Regions from separate parts of the Pan troglodytes genome. Here region 1 is linked to region 2. Evidence: chromatin contacts called from public capture Hi-C data. All regions are on one chromosome and are shown on one strand. Each heading gives the region's core, a stretch centred on a gene start, on an enhancer-like site or on the middle of the called end of the contact. The rest is flanking DNA. Distances are from core to core; before and after follow the strand shown. Region 1 overlaps ALDH4A1 (aldehyde dehydrogenase 4 family member A1). Region 2 overlaps UBR4 (ubiquitin protein ligase E3 component n-recognin 4).

Region 1 (5,292 bases), core at 2,511-5,010, 210 kb after region 2:
TTTAGATGGGAGGAAGCGAGGAAGGCGGTGACCATACCCACTCTTGTCCCTTTCCCCAGGCCTTGAAGGACCTGAAGGGCCGGACGGAAGCCATCCCATGCGTGGTGGGGGATGAGGAGGTGTGGACTTCGGACGTGCAGTACCAAGTGTCGGTATGTCCAGCGGGTGGGCAGGGCTCAGCCCCTCCCCTGAATATGTGACCTCTTTCTCTGACAGCTCGTAAGCTTATAATGTGTGGGCTCTGACTTCAAGACCTTTATAGTGCCCCTCCCCACCCCAGATTTTGAATTCTGTGGACCAGTAAAACTCCCAAAGCAAAGGACGGCACCCACACTGCATCCAGCCCATAGCGGCATCCTGTGTCTAGGCAAGAAAGGCCATGAGGGGGCCACACAGCATCTTCTGTTATTCCTCATAGATTTCTTGCCAAGGGGGTTTGGGAGCTAATGACAAAAAGCTGGGCCCCGGGCCCCGAGCACCTCAGATGGCATTGGCCTAAGAAGCCCCCATGCTTGGAGTTTATCCATCCAGAAACTGGCATGCACTTTACGTGGGCCAGGAAACTCATAGGTCTGTGATTTGAGGGAGAGTAAAAGGTCAGCCCTTTTGCAAACAGGGCAAGCACATTCTGGCTCTGTCTGGCTGAAACCCTGGGCAGACGTGTGCAGGGGGAGGGGTGACTGAGGGGGAGGACCCAGGTCCCCCACTGTGAAGGTTCCCAGGACAGCCTGGGGCAGGAGTTGACCACAGCGGTGTCCTGGAGCTCTAGTTGCTGGGTCAGGACTACCTGGAGCTGTCCAAGCGTGGCCTGGGGTCTGCAGGCATTGGCCAGGTCACTCTGTCTGTCACTGGGTGTGTGTGCAGGTGCCAGCTGACAGCAGCACCTGCCACCCAGCTCCCTGGTTGTCTCTGTAGCTGCCTAGAGCTTGCCCTCACCTGTAGCTCCGCAGGCGTCTGAGGCTGCATGGCAGCTGGGATTTTTCCAGGCAGCGAGGCTCCGGCATTCTGATAAGCCCCTGGGTGGATACTGCTGATTTTCATTTCCCACATTGCCTCGCTGACCTGGCTGGAGGTTCTGGCCATGTGCTGATCACTGTGGCACCAGACATTTGGGGTTCTGGGGCATGTGAGGGCAGGATCTATGTTTGCCAGGACATAGTGCTGACGGGGCTCTGCAGTCCACTGGGGCCCAGGTTGCAGCCACCTTCTCTGCCCTTAAGCATCACAGGCCAATCTCAGGTGTGGCCCGAATACAGAGTGACTGTGCCAAGCTTTAACATGAAGGAGAATGGTCACTTTCTACTCAAGCCTAGACCAGCGCCGGCCAGTAGAATTTCCTGCAGTGAGGACAGAAATGTTCCAGATCTGCATTGTCCGTTCCAGCGGCCATGAGCCGCCACGTGTGGTTGTCGAGCACGTGAAATGTGGCTCGTGGCTACTCTTTTAGACAGGAAAGCTCCAATAACCCACCAGAAGACGGATAGGTAGCAAAAGTGTCAGCTATTACGATATAAACTATCTTGCCAGCCCTAGGAAGGAAAGAAGTGAAATTTCTCCCTGCTTCATTGGTCATGCTAGCGTTCACCACTGCCGGGCATTAGGTTTTGAAGGGAAGACAGGGGTTAAAGAAAGACACACACACACAGAGAGGGCAGCTGAAACAGCAACACCAGTATATTGCAGAAACCTGAGGAAGTGGGGGACCAGCTTAATGCCAGGGCCCACCGCTGCTTACAGGCTGAGGTACTCATCGGTATGGCTGAGACGGGTCTGGGCAGTATGGCTTGCTGCCTGGCAGGATATTGATAAGATGTTGTTGTGATCAGGTGGTTTGGCCCTCTCCGGTGGGATGTCATCGTGGTGTTCCTTGTACCTTTACCCAGCAAGATATGATAGGGATGGGTTTTTTTTCTGAGACGGAGTCTCGCTCTGTCGCCCAGGCTGGAGTGCAGTGGCGCGATCTCGGCTCACTGCAAGCTCCGCCTCCCAGGTTCATGCCATTCTCCTGCCTCAGCCTCCCCAGTAGCTGGGATTACAGGCATCCGCCACCACGGCCAGCTAATTTTTTGTATTTTTAGTAGAGACAGGGTTTCACCATGTTAGCCAGGATGGTCTCGATCTCCTGACCTCGTGATCCGCCCACCTTGGCCTCCCAAAGTGCTGGGATCACAGGTGTGAGCCACCGCGCCCGGCCGATAGGGAAGTTTCTTTAGGTGGGCCTTCGTCCGCCTTGCGGTCAGGCGGCTGAGCCGGATGGTTCTCATGGCCTGAGCTCCTGTGAAATGTTTCACTTGGACCAAGGTCTGCAAAATAGCGGGGAGCTGACAAAATGGTGCGGTTTGGACCAACACCAGGTTGTGTTTATAAATGTTTGTTGAGGATCTTCCTATTTAGATTAGTAAATCTGGGGCTTGGGAAACAATTGCTCTGCCCATGATGGCTTTGGGGCAGGGCGGAAGTCCCAAGCATGTCACAACACCAGTGCATTCTTTTGGGCCTCACCTGGTTTTGTTGCCCATAGTCGCAGCCTCATACTGGACCAAAGAATTTTCATCCATGATCCCCTTTGGTTCTCCTGTCCATGCTAAGAGACAGGGAGGGCAGTCCCCATTTCCTAGATGAAGAGACTTAGGGAAGGAAGTGAGCTTACCTGGGGCCCCACAGCTAGTAGGTGGCAGAGCCAGGATTCGAACCCATGTCTCTCTGACCACAAAGGTCCGTGCTTTCCTGGAAAGACCCTGGGGTCTATGCCTTTCTCCTGGACCCTGAGCCTTCTGGAGAAGGAGCCATGTCTTACTCATGGTATAGCGGGTAAACCAGCACCCTTAACAGGGAGCAACCTGTGGGCCGGGCACTGGGGAGGGTTTCATGGGAGCGGGGGAGGGGGGACAGCAGGCGTGTCCAGGACTTTCCTGGAAAACCGGCTCTGAGTCCAGTCCTCTTCATCCTTATCCTGGCACCTCCCTCCCGGGCAAGGACCTCACTCTTCTCTCCTTTCAGCCTTTTAACCATGGACATAAGGTGGCCAAGTTCTGTTATGCAGACAAGGTGAGTGAGCCTGTGTGCCTGGTGACCTGGGGTTAGGGTTGCTGCCCCTGCTCTGCCCTGCCAGCTGCTGATATGGTGGGGGCAGGGGGCATCAGTTGCTGTGTCCTTCTTTGGCCATGGTGGGTAGGTGGGCAGGGGGTGGCTGACACTGAGGGAGTCCCTGGGTGATGTCTTTGACTGGGCCAGGCATGCAAAGGTTAACTTGAGCCAAACACAAGCTGCCTCAGCCAGGGCTGAGACATTCCCAGACATGCCCATTGTGGTGGGGCAGACCTTGGACTGGGGAGGAGGTGGATTCTGGAAGGCTGAGTCAGGGCAATTGGAGACACCATCGATGGAAAGCTAGGCCAAGAATTGGCACTGGAAAGGGCCAGCAGGAGGGGCTGGGGTGGCTGGGGGTCCAGGAACTGGCATTGTGTGGTGATGAGGGCAGTTGGGGTCTGGGAGGCCAGCAGCAGAGCCGTGTCTCAGGCTCCAGTTGACCTCAAGTTTCTGGATGGTGGGTTAAGGGGCACCAGGTCCCAAGAATAAGGTAAGGTTTTGATTAGACCATGAGAGAAAGTGGAGCCAGTGTTAACAGCTGCGGGACTCAGTGCCAAGGCCTCGGAGAGCTGACCAACCTGGCCGGGCCCTTCAGGCTTCAGACTGGCAGCCACTACAGGCTCTGATGGGACGCTGTTGTTGGCAGCTATGGTGGCAGGGGGCTGAGGGCCCAGGGAGACAGGCATTGTCCCCGGATGGAAGAGAGTGGGCCTTCCAGGTCTCTCCTCCCTCGCTCACTCCCCAGGGCCTTTCCCGCTGCAGGTGGCAGTCCCCAACCTCTCCCTCTCCCTTTAGAGCCTGCTCAACAAAGCCATTGAGGCTGCTCTGGCTGCCCGGAAAGAGTGGGACCTGAAGCCTATTGCAGACCGGGCCCAGATCTTCCTGAAGGCGGCAGACATGCTGAGTGGGCCGCGCAGGGCTGAGATCCTCGCCAAGACCATGGTGGGACAGGTGAGGTGCTGGTGGGCCCCGGTGGGTGGGGCGGGGTGGGGTGGGAGTCAGGTGTGCCCTACCCATGGCAGCAGACATCAGCTGAAGCGCTTCTGGGTCCCAAGCCCTTTTGGGGACCCAGAGATGTCCTCAAGGGACAAGGCCTAGGAGCTGGGATGGATGATCACAGATTATTAGGCGAGACAGATTGTGCAGAGCCCGTGTGTCCTGCCTCGGAAATGTCCCCTCTCCTCCATCCCTCTGTCCTCGCTCCTAGGCCTTTGTCATGCTTTGCCTGGACTGGTGGTGGCCTGCACTGTCTCCCTGCCTCCTAGCTTGGTCAGCCCCTCGCCGCCCTCACAGTGGTCTTTCCAACACCTCCAGGATGTTACTCCTGGCTTATGACCCACCCAGACCTCTCCACCACTGAGAGGCAAGTCCCAAGACCTGAGCCCCATACCCAGGGCCCTTCTGCCCACCTCAGTCCAGCTCGCCCACTGCTCTGCATTTCCCTGCCAAGCTGTCCTGCCCATAGTGTAGCCATTTGGCACTTAGCAGGACTCCCCGGCCATGGCAGGCATCCTCTCTGCCTCTGCCCACGTGTCCTCCTGCCTGGAATGCCTGCTGTCTCTTCTGTGCTCAGTGAACTCTTACCTCCTGGTCCAGCCCAGATGTCACCCCCTCCGTGAGACTTCCTGAGCCTTCTCCAGCCGAAAGGACTATTCCTGCCTCTGTTTCCCCAGAGCATGTTGTTACTGCATCAGTTATAGGTCAGATTGCACTGGAGTGTATTGAGTTCCTAGGTACTGCCCCTTTACAAGCTTTTTGGACATAGTAAACATGTCTTGACATTCTCGGTCTTTTTCTGGGCTTTGCATGATACCTTTCAGGAGGCATAGCAAGCCCCTGATCAATGGTTTTCTCTGCACAGAGCTGGCGTGACAGCTCCTCACCCTGCTAAATGCAAGTTGAGTGAGGAGTGGCTCTAGCAGGCAGAGTGTGCGGGGGACAGGAGTCGAGGGAGAAAGGGTTATTTCACCACCTCCAGGACCTGAGCCCTACGCTGCCAACTAACCTGGGTTCCTGAAGGGTAAACTGCAGGAGCCAGAACCCAGGCTGCTTTCTGGATCAGGCATTTGCCACTGCCTGCTCCTCGGTCCCCATGGTGAGCGCCCCCTCTGCTGCACAGAGCTGGTATGACAGCCCCTCATCCTGCTAAATGCCTTCTTAGATTGGCTCAGCAGCCCTCTGGGGTGGGCGTCAGCTCTGCGT
Region 2 (5,831 bases), core at 1,813-4,312:
GGTGAAGCAAGATAGAAGTTGAGAATCATTTGCCCCTCACATTGATGTGCTTAATCCAGTTAGAAGGTTTTCTGGCAAAGTTCTGAGTTTGTGATAGCGTATGTTCTGGGACTTCAGCTTCCCTTCTCTACCTTGCCCTCCATTTCCCTGATAAGCAGCCTACCTCTGTAGCTACTGACTAGAACTAGAACCTGCTCTGTGTTCAGTGTCTGTGGTGGTTCTCTCTGAGGAATTCTCACTGGGCTTCTATAGCCAGAAACACTTCTGCAACTGGCCTTTCTGGCAGGTTGTCTTCCTCCAGGGTGTCCTGTCCTGAAGCTCAGCATAGACTTGGAGGCAGGCTGCTTGAATTAGCGTGCTACCAAATCCCCCACTGGATTTCATCAGTGGTTACTTTGAGCTCCAATTTCTAGTCTGCAAAATGAGAATAATATTAATATATGTGCTCAGTGCCAGACATACAGTGAACTTTCCTGATTCTCCAATTTAGTGAAGTTGCTGTAATTTTGTCATTTATAAAAGACTTGATTCTTATCATTCTAGTCAGATTGTGGGTTTAGCTTAAAGAATTGTGGATGAACCCCCTCCTTGTATGGTTATATAAAGACGTCTGAATCTCTGTAGGTAAAGATTGATGTACTCTCTTTTCCTGTTTTGATTCCCGAGGCTTGAGTCAAAGCTCTTTGATTTAAATGGCCTTGTTTGTCCTGGGTGGTAGTCCCTATTGATTGGAGACAGTTTCTACTCCTGAGGAAGGTCCAGGCTTGGAATTAGACCTCCGCTTATAGCTTGGTAACCTTGAACAAGCTGTGTAACCTTATGTAAAAGGATCATATAAAGTACTTAATTAGCATAGGACCTGGCACAGAGTAAAACATTTAATAAATATTTGTTAGATTATTACATAGTGTTCTAATGAAATTGAAGGAGATAGTGTCTTTAAAATGTTTCATACAATGTCTAGCTTCTAGTAGACACAAAATAAAATTAGCATTCTTTCCCCTAAGTGAATTGCTGTGCATTTGGATTCTAGATGTTGTGGTTGAGACTTTGTAGAAAAATAGAGGCTCTCCACATTGCTGGGGCTTTAAGCAAGACCAAGTATGGAGTCCTTTGCATTTGTCTGGGCCTGTTTTTAAGTACCTTTCTCCAACTTTCTCTGCTCAGGGAGAGCCCATGAGGATTGTTTATCGTATGCGGGGGCTGCTGGGCGATGCCACAGAGGAGTTCATTGAGTCCCTGGACTCTACTACAGGTAGATCATGGCACTGCACATTGGATCTAAGGCTTGGGACTCATGAGCAGCTCACGTCCCAGGACTTAGGGGCATTCTCAGGAGCTTCTCTCTTGTACCTCTGCATCAGAATTGTGGGGAGATTGTTTCTTCAATTGAGGAAAAAAAGAGGTGTCTGTGGCATGATGCAGATACCACTGAGTGTTCAAAAAAAAAAAAGAATACCAGCAAACTTTTAGAGGAAAATGCAATGAACAGTAAACGGGAGTTCAGATTTATTTTTAACTCCCTCTCCCCCCACTCCATTGATGGTATTGGTGCTCATACTTTGACATTTGAGTAAGTAATTTTAATTGACTTGAAACTTTAAAAAAGCTCCTACTGAGAGTGGGGTAGTTTAATATCATCCATCATTGACCCCTTTTATTGGCCGTGTCTTTATTGGAGATACGGAAAAGGGCTGTCAGCCATCAGCCAGGAATAGGGCTGCCTTATCCTGGCCTATTTTATTCCCATCTTCACCTTACCCTCCATTTCTGCTTGGCTTCCCTTCTCCCCTAGATGAAGAAGAAGATGAAGAAGAAGTGTATAAAATGGCTGGTGTGATGGCCCAGTGTGGGGGCCTGGAATGCATGCTTAACAGACTCGCAGGGATCAGAGATTTCAAGCAGGGACGCCACCTTCTAACAGTGAGTTGGGGGCAGCAAGTTGTGGGGGCCAGCCTTTCTGCACTGGGAGAGGCCCCTGTGGAAAGAAGCTATGGCCACTGTGTCATTTTACCCTAGAGGGCAGCATGGTGCCGTGGAGCAGTGCGAGCCAGTGAAGGACCTGGCAGTCAGGACTACATTCTTAGGCACGCCTTTTCCCGTCCTGCTGGCCCACTTCCCTTCTCCAATACCTCTCTATAGAGCCAGCATCTGATTGTCTTTCCCTAAATAGCTGCACTTGTGTTAACTATTATCATTGTTGTTGTTTTTAAAATGGATTTTGTAATGTAACTCATTTCTTGCATTGTAGGGTTTTGTTTGGGTATTCATCCAACTAATCTCCTTAGTGAGGATTAGAGCATTCCAGAGAGGCACCACAAATACTACACTGTTATTTTCACTACTCCCCACCCCCACTCCCCCAGGGTTTATGAGAATATGTATTATTGTTATTATTGTGCCTTTGTTTTAAATGACCTATGTGGTTCTGAGCTCTCACAGGCCACGAGCTTTGGGATCATTTTCTTTACTATTAGTTTAGGGTCTGAGTTGATGCTGGGATTTCCCCAAGACAACAAACAGAGCATCACCTCTTCCATTAGGAACTGCTGTCATTGCCATTGTGTTACAGATGGTAGAGATATATCCAGCCATTGGAGCTACCAGCCTAATGTGAGAGCCCAGCCATCTCACCATGTCCCCTGAAGAGCCGCTTCTCCCTCCTGTCCTCTTCATTTCAGGAGGAGCCCCTGCTGATGGTGTAGACCCTGCTTAGACATCCCTTTCCTACTGGCCCCCATGTCCTACACTCTCATGTGGCCTCCTGGGTTTTGACTGGCTTTTCTTGTCAGGTGCTACTGAAATTGTTCAGTTACTGCGTGAAGGTGAAAGTCAACCGGCAGCAACTGGTCAAACTGGAAATGAACACCTTGAATGTCATGCTGGGGACCCTAAACCTGGTAAGGAGCATGGACTGCAGGTGAAGAAGAGTGGGCCTTGGAAGTGTGGGTGTGAAAGACGTTTCAGTTCTGGGCTCAGATGAAATGGACTCACGGCTTCTTCAAGCCCTTCATCTCTCTGGCTGACTGGTGCAGAGGCTTGGGTCATTCAGCTGCCCTTCTCCTCTGGCTGGCTCACCTCCCGCCCCCATGCTGCTGCCATGGCACTCAAGAGCTTCCTTGCTCCTTTCCTGAGTTCAGATCAGAGATAAGAGGAAGGCAGTCCCTTAAACAGTCTAGACTACACACCAGTGGGAAAGAAGTGCCCCTCTCCTTGGGGCAGCAAAGAAAGAGATCTGGAACTTCATGTTTTCCCTGTCATCAAAAGCTCACACGCTTGTCTCCCTCTCAGAACATGCATATACACGCACATACATACACACGGTCATACACACATGGTCTCTGGGGAGTAAGGCTGTGAGGGCATCCTTGAGAGCAATTGTCATCAGCAGTGAGTGGCTGTGGTCTTATTCTGAGAGTGACTGAGTCTCCTTCTCCTACAGGCCCTTGTAGCTGAACAAGAAAGCAAGGACAGTGGGGGCGCAGCTGTGGCTGAGCAGGTGCTTAGCATCATGGAGATCATTCTAGATGAGTCCAATGCTGAGCCCCTGAGTGAGGACAAGGTGAGTGGGGCTCGGCCCCTCCATCCGCAGGCACTGAGAGCCTGCACTGTCTTATTGCCCACAACAGGCCTGTTTGTGTCTGGCTTAGCCCACCTGAGAATGGCGGAGCCTGCTTAAGCATTGGAATGTTAGGACTCAACTAATGATGACATAATTGTATCGAAATGTGAAATCTTTGGATTCAGAGCAAGCACAATTGCTAAGGATAGTCTTTCACTCAAAAGCTGCTCGTTAATGGAATCCTGGCATGTCTCAGTTGATAGACAGAGGCTTTAGTTCAACCTTTCATTTCATAGTTGAGGAATTGAACAGCCCACTTCATTTCCCTGGACTTGGCATTTCCTCAGCTGTGGTACATAGTTGGTTACTGGTGGAATCAGGCCTAGAACCCAGGTCTCCAACTCCCAGAATTTCTCTCCACCTGCTATGCCTGTAATTTCCTCCATTCTTATTGGTGCTAATGATTTGGCTAGAGCTATGACCAAGTGAATGTCCAGCAGCCTGCATTCTTTTACAGGGAGGGAAGATTGTATTGGTATATTTTGTCCACCTGAGACTATTAACAGCACTGTCACAGAAATTTAGAAACGAATTTCTCAAGTGAAACTCCGACTGTTTGTTATTCCCCAAGAAGTGCCGAGACATAGTTCTTCTAGGGGTATTCCTGATGACTCTGATGGAAGTGGTGACTTTTGGGGCTCAGATGTTGGCTGCAGCCACAGTCCTGACTGCATTAATGGCATGTTCACCCTCTTTTCTGTTGCAGGGCAACCTCCTCCTGACAGGTGACAAGGATCAACTGGTGATGCTCTTGGACCAGATCAACAGCACCTTTGTTCGCTCCAACCCCAGTGTGCTCCAGGGCCTGCTTCGCATCATCCCGTACCTTTCCTTTGGAGAGGTGGAGAAAATGCAGATCTTGGTGGAGCGATTCAAACCATACTGCAACTTTGATAAGTATGTTACTTTGATTTCATATAGTGAAATGAGAGTCTCCACTAAAACGCTGAACTAGGTCTGTGAGATGAGGAAGAATCCTCTGAATACCTATTAGATTTTTGTGTCCTCGTTCTGGCTTTTAAGGAGCTCAGTCTAGTTGGGAAGTGAATAGTTAAAATATACTGTATTAGAGTAGCAATTGGCTAGGCAGAGAAGGCAAAGTGGTTGGTGAGATGGGAGGAATATGACGAGATGGAGCCATGTGTGCACAAATGTGAGTGCAAGAGAAGGCTGTGAGCGTGGGAGACATAGCAGGTAACAAGGAGAGTGGCAGGAGCCGGGGCAGATAGGTCTTTGTGTCACGTTAGGGAATTTAGCCTTGATCTTCTATAGGCTGTTGACAGTTGTTAACCAAGAGGGTGACATGACTGGGTTTTGTCCCGCCTTTCACACCCTCAAACTCTGCTCTTTCCTCCTAGATATGATGAAGATCACAGTGGTGATGATAAAGTCTTCCTGGACTGCTTCTGTAAAATAGCTGCTGGCATCAAGAACAACAGCAATGGGCACCAGCTGAAGGATCTGATTCTCCAGAAGGGGATCACCCAGAATGCACTTGACTACATGAAAAAGCACATCCCTAGCGCCAAGAAGTATGAAGCCCTCCTGCAGCGGGGCTGCTTTGCCTCCGCTTTGCCCTTTCCTTTTCCTTCTCCATCAGCATCTTGGCATAAAGCTTCACGTGTGCCCCTTGCCCTCCTTGGGGCCTCCCAACCGCTTCTGGAAACTATGTGGGTGACCATTCAACCACTGCAGAGTCCTCGGGGCTTGCGGGAAAAGGATGGCAACTTTTTGGTTTCTACTTAGAGTACTCACTTCTTTCTGGCTTTTCAGCTGAGCTGGGTGGTTCTATGTGATTCTTTATGACACTCGGAGAGGGTCACGGTTAAACACGCCCTGGGGGTTTAAACAAGCCAGAGTCAACAACTGGTTTCTAGGTAGCCTTTGCTTCCCTGGCCTGCTAATAAGCCTTCCTTTGCTTTGCAGTTTGGATGCCGACATCTGGAAAAAGTTTTTGTCTCGCCCAGCCTTGCCGTTTATCCTAAGGCTGCTTCGGGGCCTGGCCATCCAGCACCCTGGCACCCAGGTGGGTAGCCAGGACAGGTAGTGTGAGGGTACAGGGGTACAAGTATAACTACCCTAGTTCACCTTGAGACATGACTTACCCTAATATATGAGACTCCTAGAGTAGAAGTGAGCCTCAGAAGTCATCTACTTCATCTATGTGTGCTGAGAGAAGTAAGTTGTATTTGTGATTTCCTCATTCAAC

Evidence for each region. Capture Hi-C pulls out chosen DNA fragments and counts their contacts.
Region 1: a capture Hi-C map of stem cell-derived neural stem cells shows a contact between it and region 2, with 5 times the contacts expected there. The contact joins two enhancer-like sites. A contact is called at or near these places in 1 of 7 Hi-C or Micro-C datasets (stem cell-derived neural progenitor cells) and 1 of 1 other capture datasets (stem cell-derived neural stem cells).

The regions. Positions count from the first base shown.
Region 1 is chr1:212,311,186-212,316,477 of NHGRI_mPanTro3-v2.0_pri, forward strand. ALDH4A1 (aldehyde dehydrogenase 4 family member A1) reads left to right here. Exons shown (of 16, transcript XM_009449480.5): 3 at 60-152; 4 at 3,001-3,048; 5 at 3,886-4,041. Among named protein-coding and RNA genes, the nearest start is that of MIR1290, 10 kb to the left of the region's middle. Within about 2 kb of position 3,761, at least 1 of the 24 cell types and tissues checked has an H3K27ac peak or open chromatin away from gene starts, as enhancers often do. A contact at or near this core is called in stem cell-derived neural stem cells, where this site is marked.
Region 2 is chr1:212,101,514-212,107,344 of NHGRI_mPanTro3-v2.0_pri, forward strand. UBR4 (ubiquitin protein ligase E3 component n-recognin 4) reads left to right here. Exons shown (of 106, transcript XM_513158.8): 91 at 1,168-1,255; 92 at 1,796-1,923; 93 at 2,793-2,900; 94 at 3,443-3,562; 95 at 4,329-4,519; 96 at 4,981-5,154; 97 at 5,549-5,648. Among named protein-coding and RNA genes, the nearest start is that of UBR4, 120 kb to the left of the region's middle. Within about 2 kb of position 3,063, at least 2 of the 24 cell types and tissues checked have an H3K27ac peak or open chromatin away from gene starts, as enhancers often do. A contact at or near this core is called in stem cell-derived neural stem cells, where this site is marked.